Regions from separate parts of the Rattus norvegicus genome. Here region 2 is linked to region 1. A link is a contact called in public Hi-C data. All regions are on one chromosome and are shown on one strand. The core of a region is the stretch at or near the end of the contact, and the rest is flanking DNA. Distances in the headings are between cores, read along the strand shown.

Region 1 (3,690 bases), core at 283-2,782:
GTCTGAGGCCTGAAGTTTAAGGCCTACTTGGAGACACTATTGAGAGTCCCAGGATGAGGTGTTTTCTTCCAGTTTTCCCGGAGCTAATGTCTGGGCTTCCGTGTCCCAGTGTACAGTACCTGGGTCTGGGGTGGGAGGAGATAGGGGGAGAGAGAGGAAGGCTGAGCTGAGCCGGGCTCTACTGGGCTCTCAGTCTGGGCTCATGAAGACTTACCCAAACAGACCTGGGAGCAGGTGTGAACCCTCTGTCCCCAGAGTTTCTTGAAGAACAGTTTGTTCTGTGGGGGTGAGAGTTGGGGGCGGGGGACAACAGTCAGTGTAGGCGAGTGAGAGACATTAGTAGGACCCTGGAGCATGTTGCAGCTGCTTCCTGTTGTCAGAGCACTTCCTGCGATGGAGAGACTGGTCTCCCTGGCCTTCACACACACACACACACACACACACACACACACACACACACACACACACACACACACACACTCACCCTCTAAACTGTAACCTTCCTCAGACACTTCCCGTGGATACCTGGGAGCCAGCTTTAGGAAAAAAAGGTCTCAACAAGGAAGCTGTGTATGGCTGGCCACGTTTGGCTTCAAGGCACACCAGCTCTCTTGGGGAAGCAGGTCCTTGTCCCCCAGATGTGCTCACTCAGTCCTGTCCCCTTCTCCTTTCCTTGTGGGAAAGATTTCTCTTGTCTTCTCTGCACAGCCTGATTCTCTTTGCTCTGTCTCCCTCTGGTTCATTCTTCCTGAGATTTGCACACAGGCTGTCTCTCTCTGCTTAGTGGCTCTCCTTGACCATGTAGCATGCCAGTATGGGCCCTGCCTCCTCCTGCCTTGTCTTGTGGTTTGACATTTCACCTAGGTTTGTTCTGTCTCTTCCTCAAGACTGACAGACAGGAGACTCTGGGTGCTTTATCACTGCCTCCTACTTCAATCCCACACAGAACCAGCACAAAGCTGACCACATAAACAAGGGCACAGTGAATCTTGAGCACACGTTTATGTCTCTGTCTTGGTTCCTGCCTGAATTCAGTCAGCTGAGCCAGTTGGCCTCAGGCATGTTGAAATGAAGAACCACGTTCTTCTGTGGAACATGCTGTCTGCCAGGCACTTTGTCTCCTTATGGGAAGCTGACCATGACCTTGTTTCTTGTGGCACTTATGGGCCCCTGGCTGTCCAGGCACCCCTCTGACTCAGCAGGAGAGTTGCTATGGGAATGACCTGAGCTGACCACTCCACCCTTAAAAGGAGCCCTGCTGTGTAAGTGTTTGCAGGTGGTCAGAGAGGGAGGAGGGAGAGAGGTGGCAGTGCCCCTCCATCCCACTCTCGAGGGTCTGCAAATGTTTCCAGCCTCTGTCTTCTTTCTTGCAACTCTCTTCACTCTGAACTCGCAGCAGGGCCTGGCCCATGCTCCCTAGGGGGCCTGAGAAGGGCTGGAGTGGGGGTGGGGAGAGCAGTAACCTGGTACTCTCAGCCCTGCACTCTTCCCCCAATTGTGAAATGGCCTTGGACAAGAGCCAAGCAGGAAGCTGCCTCTAATCTGTGGCCTGGCGCCTGTGGTGTGAGGCCTGCAACTGCCTCTTCTCCTTCCCAGTGGTGGCTGAGGCTGACCTACAGGCCCACCTGCCCCGAGACAACCTGAGTTGTCTCCTGGAAAGGAGCCTAAGCCTCCATCCTGGCTACCCTAAGAAGGTGGGGATTCAGAGTGTGTGAAGGGCGGTTACTCCTCAGTCCTGGACCTCAAGGCTCCCAGTGTCTACTCTTCCTTCTGAACCCCATTCTGTTTTCCTAAGAATTCTGTTAACTAGGAGGAAGCCGGGTGCAGTGGTTCACATCCTCAATCCTAGCACTTGGGAGGCAGAGGCAGGCAGGTCTCTTGAGTTTGAAGCCAGCTTGGTCTACAGAGTGAGTTCCAGGACAGCCAAGGCTGCCTAATGAAACCCAGTTCAAACAAAACAAACACAAACACAAACACAAACACAAACACAAAAACACAAACCAAGTCAGCCAACCCCTGCTCCCAACCCCCGAAAGAATAGTAGAAAAGTAAAAGGTTGGACTAGAAAGATCTTCAGGGGCCTTTGTGTTTCCAGTTCTAGTCTTGTGACTCAGCTGGTTTGTGATCCACTGACATAATTTCAGATGGGCAGTCTGCTTCTGTGTCTGTTTTCCCTGAATAAATCTGCACCTGTTCACCTCTCAGAGTGGTCTACTGAGGTTGAGTGATTACATGAGAGTATCTCTCGCTTTGGGAGTTAGCCCGGGGAGTGATCTGTACCGGAATCCTCAGTGAATTATTTCCTGCCATTTCCTTTCAAGCTGGAAAGTTTAAACTTGGGACCCTCAGGCATGGCAGCACACTCTTTTAATCTCAGCACTCGGGAGGCAGTGGCAGGTAGATCTCCTGAGTTCCAAGCCATCTTGTTCTCCATAGTGAGTTCTAGGACAGCCAGAGCTATGCAGTAAGAACCTGCCTTGAAAACAAACAAATAAATTTGGGACCCCAGACATCATCAGTAAAGGACCCTGACTCCCACCCACTAACAGCGTAGGGCAAAAAAGGCCGGGAGGGGAGCAAGAGCCTTCACATGGCAGGGTACTCTGGACAGGGCTGCTTGTATAACAACCAGGCATCCCTGACTTGGCCTCAGTTTCCTTTGTACGGTGCGTGGTACACCCTGCATGAGCGCTGCCCCAACCCTGCTTCTGTACAAGACACATGGGACCAGGGGCTGTTTATGGGGTACAGTCTGTAGGCTACAGGAAATCCTATGTATCTCCCCCAAACACTGGCATCTGAGGTGCCACATTCAAATCTCTCCTTCACCCAGCATTGCCTGTTTCTTAGAGAGAGAGAGTGAGAGCTAGGTGCAGAAGAACACTCTCAGTACTCAAAAGGCAGAGGCAGGGGAATGATGTTCAACGTAAGCATGTGTTAAGTCCTTGGAACTTGACCTGAGGTGGACAGCAAGGGAATGACAAAAAGACAGACACACAGACATACCATACAGGAAGTTGGGCTGGGTGGACCGGGCTCTTGGATGGAGAAACCACAGCGCTCTGGAAGCTCAGTGACTATTATATAGACTTGAACAGGAAGTTACCGTGTACGGCTGAAGGAGGAGGCGATGTTAATACAGACAGATAAGCAAGGAGGCAAGATTAATGTATACTGGATCAAGTCTAGCTAACTCGGCAGGTCCGGTCTCTGTAGAGGAACATTCTTTTTTCTTTTCTTTTTTTTTCAGAGCTGGGGACCGAACCCAGGGCCTTGTGCTTCCTAGGCAAGCGCTCTACCACTGAGCTAAATCCCCAACCCCTGTAGAGGAACATTCTTAAGGCCCTGAACATGGAGGTGTTGGTGGGATAAAGCTATGATGAACATTTCTGTATGCACTGTCAACATCCACACATGGACCAGAAGTGAAGGCTTTTCCCAGTTCCCTCTGAGGCCCACCCTGGCAGGAGATGGAGACTGCTATTTTTCTATGGGTCTGAGTCTATAATCCTTGACATGGGTATCCCCACATTAGCGATACTCATTCAGTCAGGATTTCACTTGGGTGTCCCTCTGTTCCCTACAAGCATGAGCTAAAAAAAAAGCAGGGAGGCGGGGCATTTGAGACTCGTGATGAATGTGTTAGTGTGAGGTAGCTAACTGGCACAGAGGGGAGGAAAGTGAGGTAAT
Region 2 (3,905 bases), core at 667-3,166, 40 kb before region 1:
ACCTTCTTCCTTCTCTCCCTGACGCAGCGCTCAGGGAGGCAACGATAAGCAGCTGATCTTAGAAATCAAGTCCTAACTTTTATGTATGTAAGGAAAGACATTGGTGCTAAAATGAAGGGGAGCCAAGGCTCAAATAAAAGATGGCTTCCCTGAGCAAAGAAGACCACGGGGTCACTCAAGGAACTTGGAGGAGAAACTCAGAGTAGACTCTCGAATTGAACAAGCCCAGTGACTCCAGTTTCTGCAGAGGAGGGTGGGGGCTTCAGTACCATAGAAGGGCACCTGGTCTCCTGGGCGTACACTTGGGCAGGTTTCTCATGGCACAAGGCTGCCTACAGAGGGGGCTCATAGAGGCTGAAGTCCAGCCTGTGCTCTGCTCTCTAGGCTGCACATCCTGATGTGGGCTGGGTCTGCCCAGAGTTAGGGATGGCTTCCTGATTTGCACAGAGGTACTGTGTGCTCTCGGTGGTCCCGAGGAGGAACTTAAAGCATGCGTACAAGCCTTTGTGCTTTTCTGCTCAGATGACCTGGAGATATTACCTCTTCTTGGCCACAGTCATTTTCTCAGGGTGTATACCATGGTTCGTCTGCTAAGAAACTGGGTTCCTGTTTGCAAGGAGAGGGGATCCAAGAAATGAATATGAAGACTGGTTCCGAGGCACACTAATTATTGTGAAGCCCAGCCTTCCTACATCCCACTCCCTCTGCCGTTTAGATGTGTGTGGGACATATGTGGTCTGCCCCTTTCCTGGATCAAGGCTAGGACAGGCAGGCAGGCAGGCAGGCAGGCTTCTGGTATGTTCTTGGTGGTACATGTGTGCCCCTCCCCATACAGAACCTTGTACATCAGTCACCTTTAACCTGATTTAGTAGACTTTCCATCTGAGCTAAGGCTTAGCTGTCAGCTTCAGCAACCTTGCCAGGTACAGGCTGGGTACCCTGTGGCCTGAGAACTGAGCCCAGAGTTTGACCTGAACATTGAGCCTGGGACCAGGCAGAAGCTGGTCAGAATGCACTGTCTTCACTTTGGGCCGAACTAGGACCAACCTCACTAACTTGGGCAAGCCAGGGTGAAACTTAAACCCTCTTTTATCTTCCACCAACCTGAATCCAGGCTGGAGTTGAAGCTCAGAGATAAAGGGCTTGCCTGTCAGTCAAGAGACCCTTGGATAGATCCCAGGACTGGAAAATATAAATAAATAAAAATATGCTCCCTCCCCCCACCCCACCCCACCACCCCTAGATCTAGGAGGCAGCTGGAAGCCCAGCTCAAGGAGGCAAGAGGTTCCCCCTGGCTGGTTGCTCTAATTGGCCAGTGATCTCTGCCTGTTGAATTGGCTTTAGAGTCTCCCAGGACAGCCCCTCCCCTTTGCCTCTCCCCAACTCCAGGAGCCTGGCTGTCTCTAGTGAAGAGTGGAGATTCAGATTCAGAGGGAGGGAAGGTCTGACCTGTGTGGTGACCTGTAACCAGCTGAAGGCAGCAGGGCTTTTGTGGTGTGCTGAGGATGGGGGTGGGAGAGGGGCTGGGAAACTCAGTGTCGAAATAGCCTAGAGGAACAGAAGCCCCATATTCAGGGGCTGAACTGATCTCCTAATTCACAATCCCCAGGGGCATTTCTAAAAGCCAGTGAACAGATCTGGAGGGGAACGTCCCCCCAGTCCAGTCACTGACTCCCCCGGGGAGGCTGGGGTGGTACACAGGAGGGTGGGGGGTGGGCACTGTGCCTGGCCCTGTCTCTCTGTTTCAAAGTTTGGCTGTGCTGTTCAGTTGTCCCCAGTGGCCTTGTCTTGCTTAATCAGAGGTGGAAAAAGATCACCTCCCGGTGACCTCCTTCAGGCCCCAGGGGATGGGCTGTGTCCAGAGCTGTGTGGCAGAGCTTGTCTCCAGGGTCCAGAGAGGCCCAGCTGGCCTGCCTTGCTGCCCCAGCCACGAAACCCAAGCCCAACCTCAAGCATGGCAGGGAGTGGGTGTTGGGGACAGTCTAGCCAAGGCCTCTGTCTGCCCCAAGCTTTCCAGGAACTAAGTAGTGAAGTCACTGTGACCGTCCTGGTCAGTGAGGAGAATATTCTGGTGAGAGCTTCCGTTTCTGGGAACTTGAGAGGGAGTGGGTACGGGTGCATGGAGTAGCAAAAGACCCCAGCCTTCGTGGCTCTGCAGGATGTGGGGGAATCAGTACTGTGGCCACCATTCCCCCAGTGGAGCAAACTGGCTCTGTGAATATAAGACTTGTGGAGGCAGGCTATCCTGGCCTCATACCCTGGCTGGACCCAGAGGGACACAGGGTGGAGCCACAGGCATTTAAACTTTCTCTGGCTCCCTGTGGGCTGCAGGCCTAGGGGACAGAGCCTCACGGGAACAGCAGAACAAAGCTGGTCTCTTCCATAAGTGCCCAGCTTTGGCCAAGGTGCTATGAGATACGTGGCCCCCAGCTTGCACTGCCCCTCTCTCTACAGCTGTCTGTCTCTACCCCTTCTCTGGGTCCACAGCAAGTGACATGGGGAGACCCAGTGAGATGTAGCATTTCCTCCATCCCCAGTTCAGTTGGCATGGGGTCTGGGCATTTCTGCCTTAAGGAAAGGAATGGGGACTGTTATGTTTTAACCTGTATATAATATTTGACTGTTTTGGTTCTTTATTTGTATACATGTGTAAATACCCTCTCACCCATCAAGTGGTACCGTTTTTAATAAAACCATTTAAATCAGTCTGTTCTTTATTTTCCTAAGGTGTGTTAAAAACACAAGAGCGAGCGTCAATCACTCGTAACGTGATTCTGCCCCGATATCCCGAGTTACCAACAGAGATGTTGGATCCTTGTCACCGTCTGTCACTTCTTGGAGTTGAGAAGAACAGTCTAGCTGCACAGTAGCAGGGCCACAGAAGCCCAGTGCCTCAGGACAAAGGGGCTTTGGGGAGGTCAGCCTGGCTTTGGGTCCATGCTCTGGTCTCCACCTGCTGAATGACCTTGCCAGTAATAGAACTTCAGCCTTCCCTTACTCCCTGGCTCTGCTGGCCTCAAAGCCTTGAAGGGAATGTGCCACAGGTCCTGCCACCTCTGGCTCCCAGCAGTGGCAGCTTCTGTGGTGGAGATGAGCCTCCTGCCTTTCGACAGGCAACTCATCGCCCCTGGCAAGCTGAAGTCTGGGTTCTTTTTTATCAGGGTAATGTGGTAGCATAGGCAGCTATGCTCTCAGCTGCTTGGAAGACTGAGGCAGGAAGATCGCACATTCCTAGCCTGGGCTATAGAGTCCAAGACCCTGTTGTAAAAGCAAAGGACTGGAGAACATTACTTGGTGGTAGAGGCAAGCAGGCATGAGGCCTCAGGTTCAATCCCTAGTTCACAAAGATGGGGATAGCTCTGGCTGTCCTTGAACTCATTCTGTAGACCAGGCTAACCCCAAACTCAGAGTTTCTGCCTGCCTTTGCCTCCTGAGTGGCTGGGATTAAAGGTGTGCACCCCCAGCCACCCCCAGTCACCGATTGACTCTAAGTATAGCTCTTAAGGACCCATTCCAAAGGCCAGGGGCAGAAGATCCCAGGGGCTTGTCTGGCCAGCCACTTGTAAATTAGTTGATAAGCTTCCGGTTCAATGACAGACCCTGTCTCAAAAAATTAGATGAAAAATTAGTGGCTGGAGAGATATATCAGCTGTTAAGAGTGCTGGCTGCTCTTCCCGAGTACCTGAGTTTGGTTCCCACTACCCACATTGGGCAGCTGACAACTGCCTATGATCCAACTTCTGAGGGAACCAATGTCTGTGGCCTCTCATGCTCGTGTGCCTCATGCCCCCACATAAACAGATAATAAAATAAATCTTTAAAACATAGGTATAAAGTATAGAGTAATAGCAGACACCCCAACTTTGACCTCCAGCCTGTACGTATGCCTTTCCTCATACATGCAC

Evidence for each region. A called contact is a pair of places that touch in the nucleus more often than the background predicts.
Region 2: a contact with region 1 is called in a Hi-C map of liver, with 3 times the contacts expected there. The contact joins two enhancer-like sites. A contact is called at or near these places in 6 of 12 Hi-C or Micro-C datasets (the A7r5 cell line, frontal cortex, kidney and 3 more).

The regions. Positions count from the first base shown.
Region 1 is chr3:125,912,578-125,916,267 of GRCr8, reverse strand. No RefSeq gene overlaps it. Among named protein-coding and RNA genes, the nearest start is that of Srp14, 15 kb to the right of the region's middle. Within about 2 kb of position 1,532, at least 27 of the 93 cell types and tissues checked have an H3K27ac peak or open chromatin away from gene starts, as enhancers often do. A contact at or near this core is called in the A7r5 cell line and liver, where this site is marked.
Region 2 is chr3:125,952,267-125,956,171 of GRCr8, reverse strand. Bmf (Bcl2 modifying factor) reads left to right here. Exons shown (of 5, transcript NM_139258.2): 5 at 1-2,706. Among named protein-coding and RNA genes, the nearest start is that of Bmf, 20 kb to the left of the region's middle. Within about 2 kb of position 1,916, at least 15 of the 93 cell types and tissues checked have an H3K27ac peak or open chromatin away from gene starts, as enhancers often do. A contact at or near this core is called in the A7r5 cell line and liver, where this site is marked.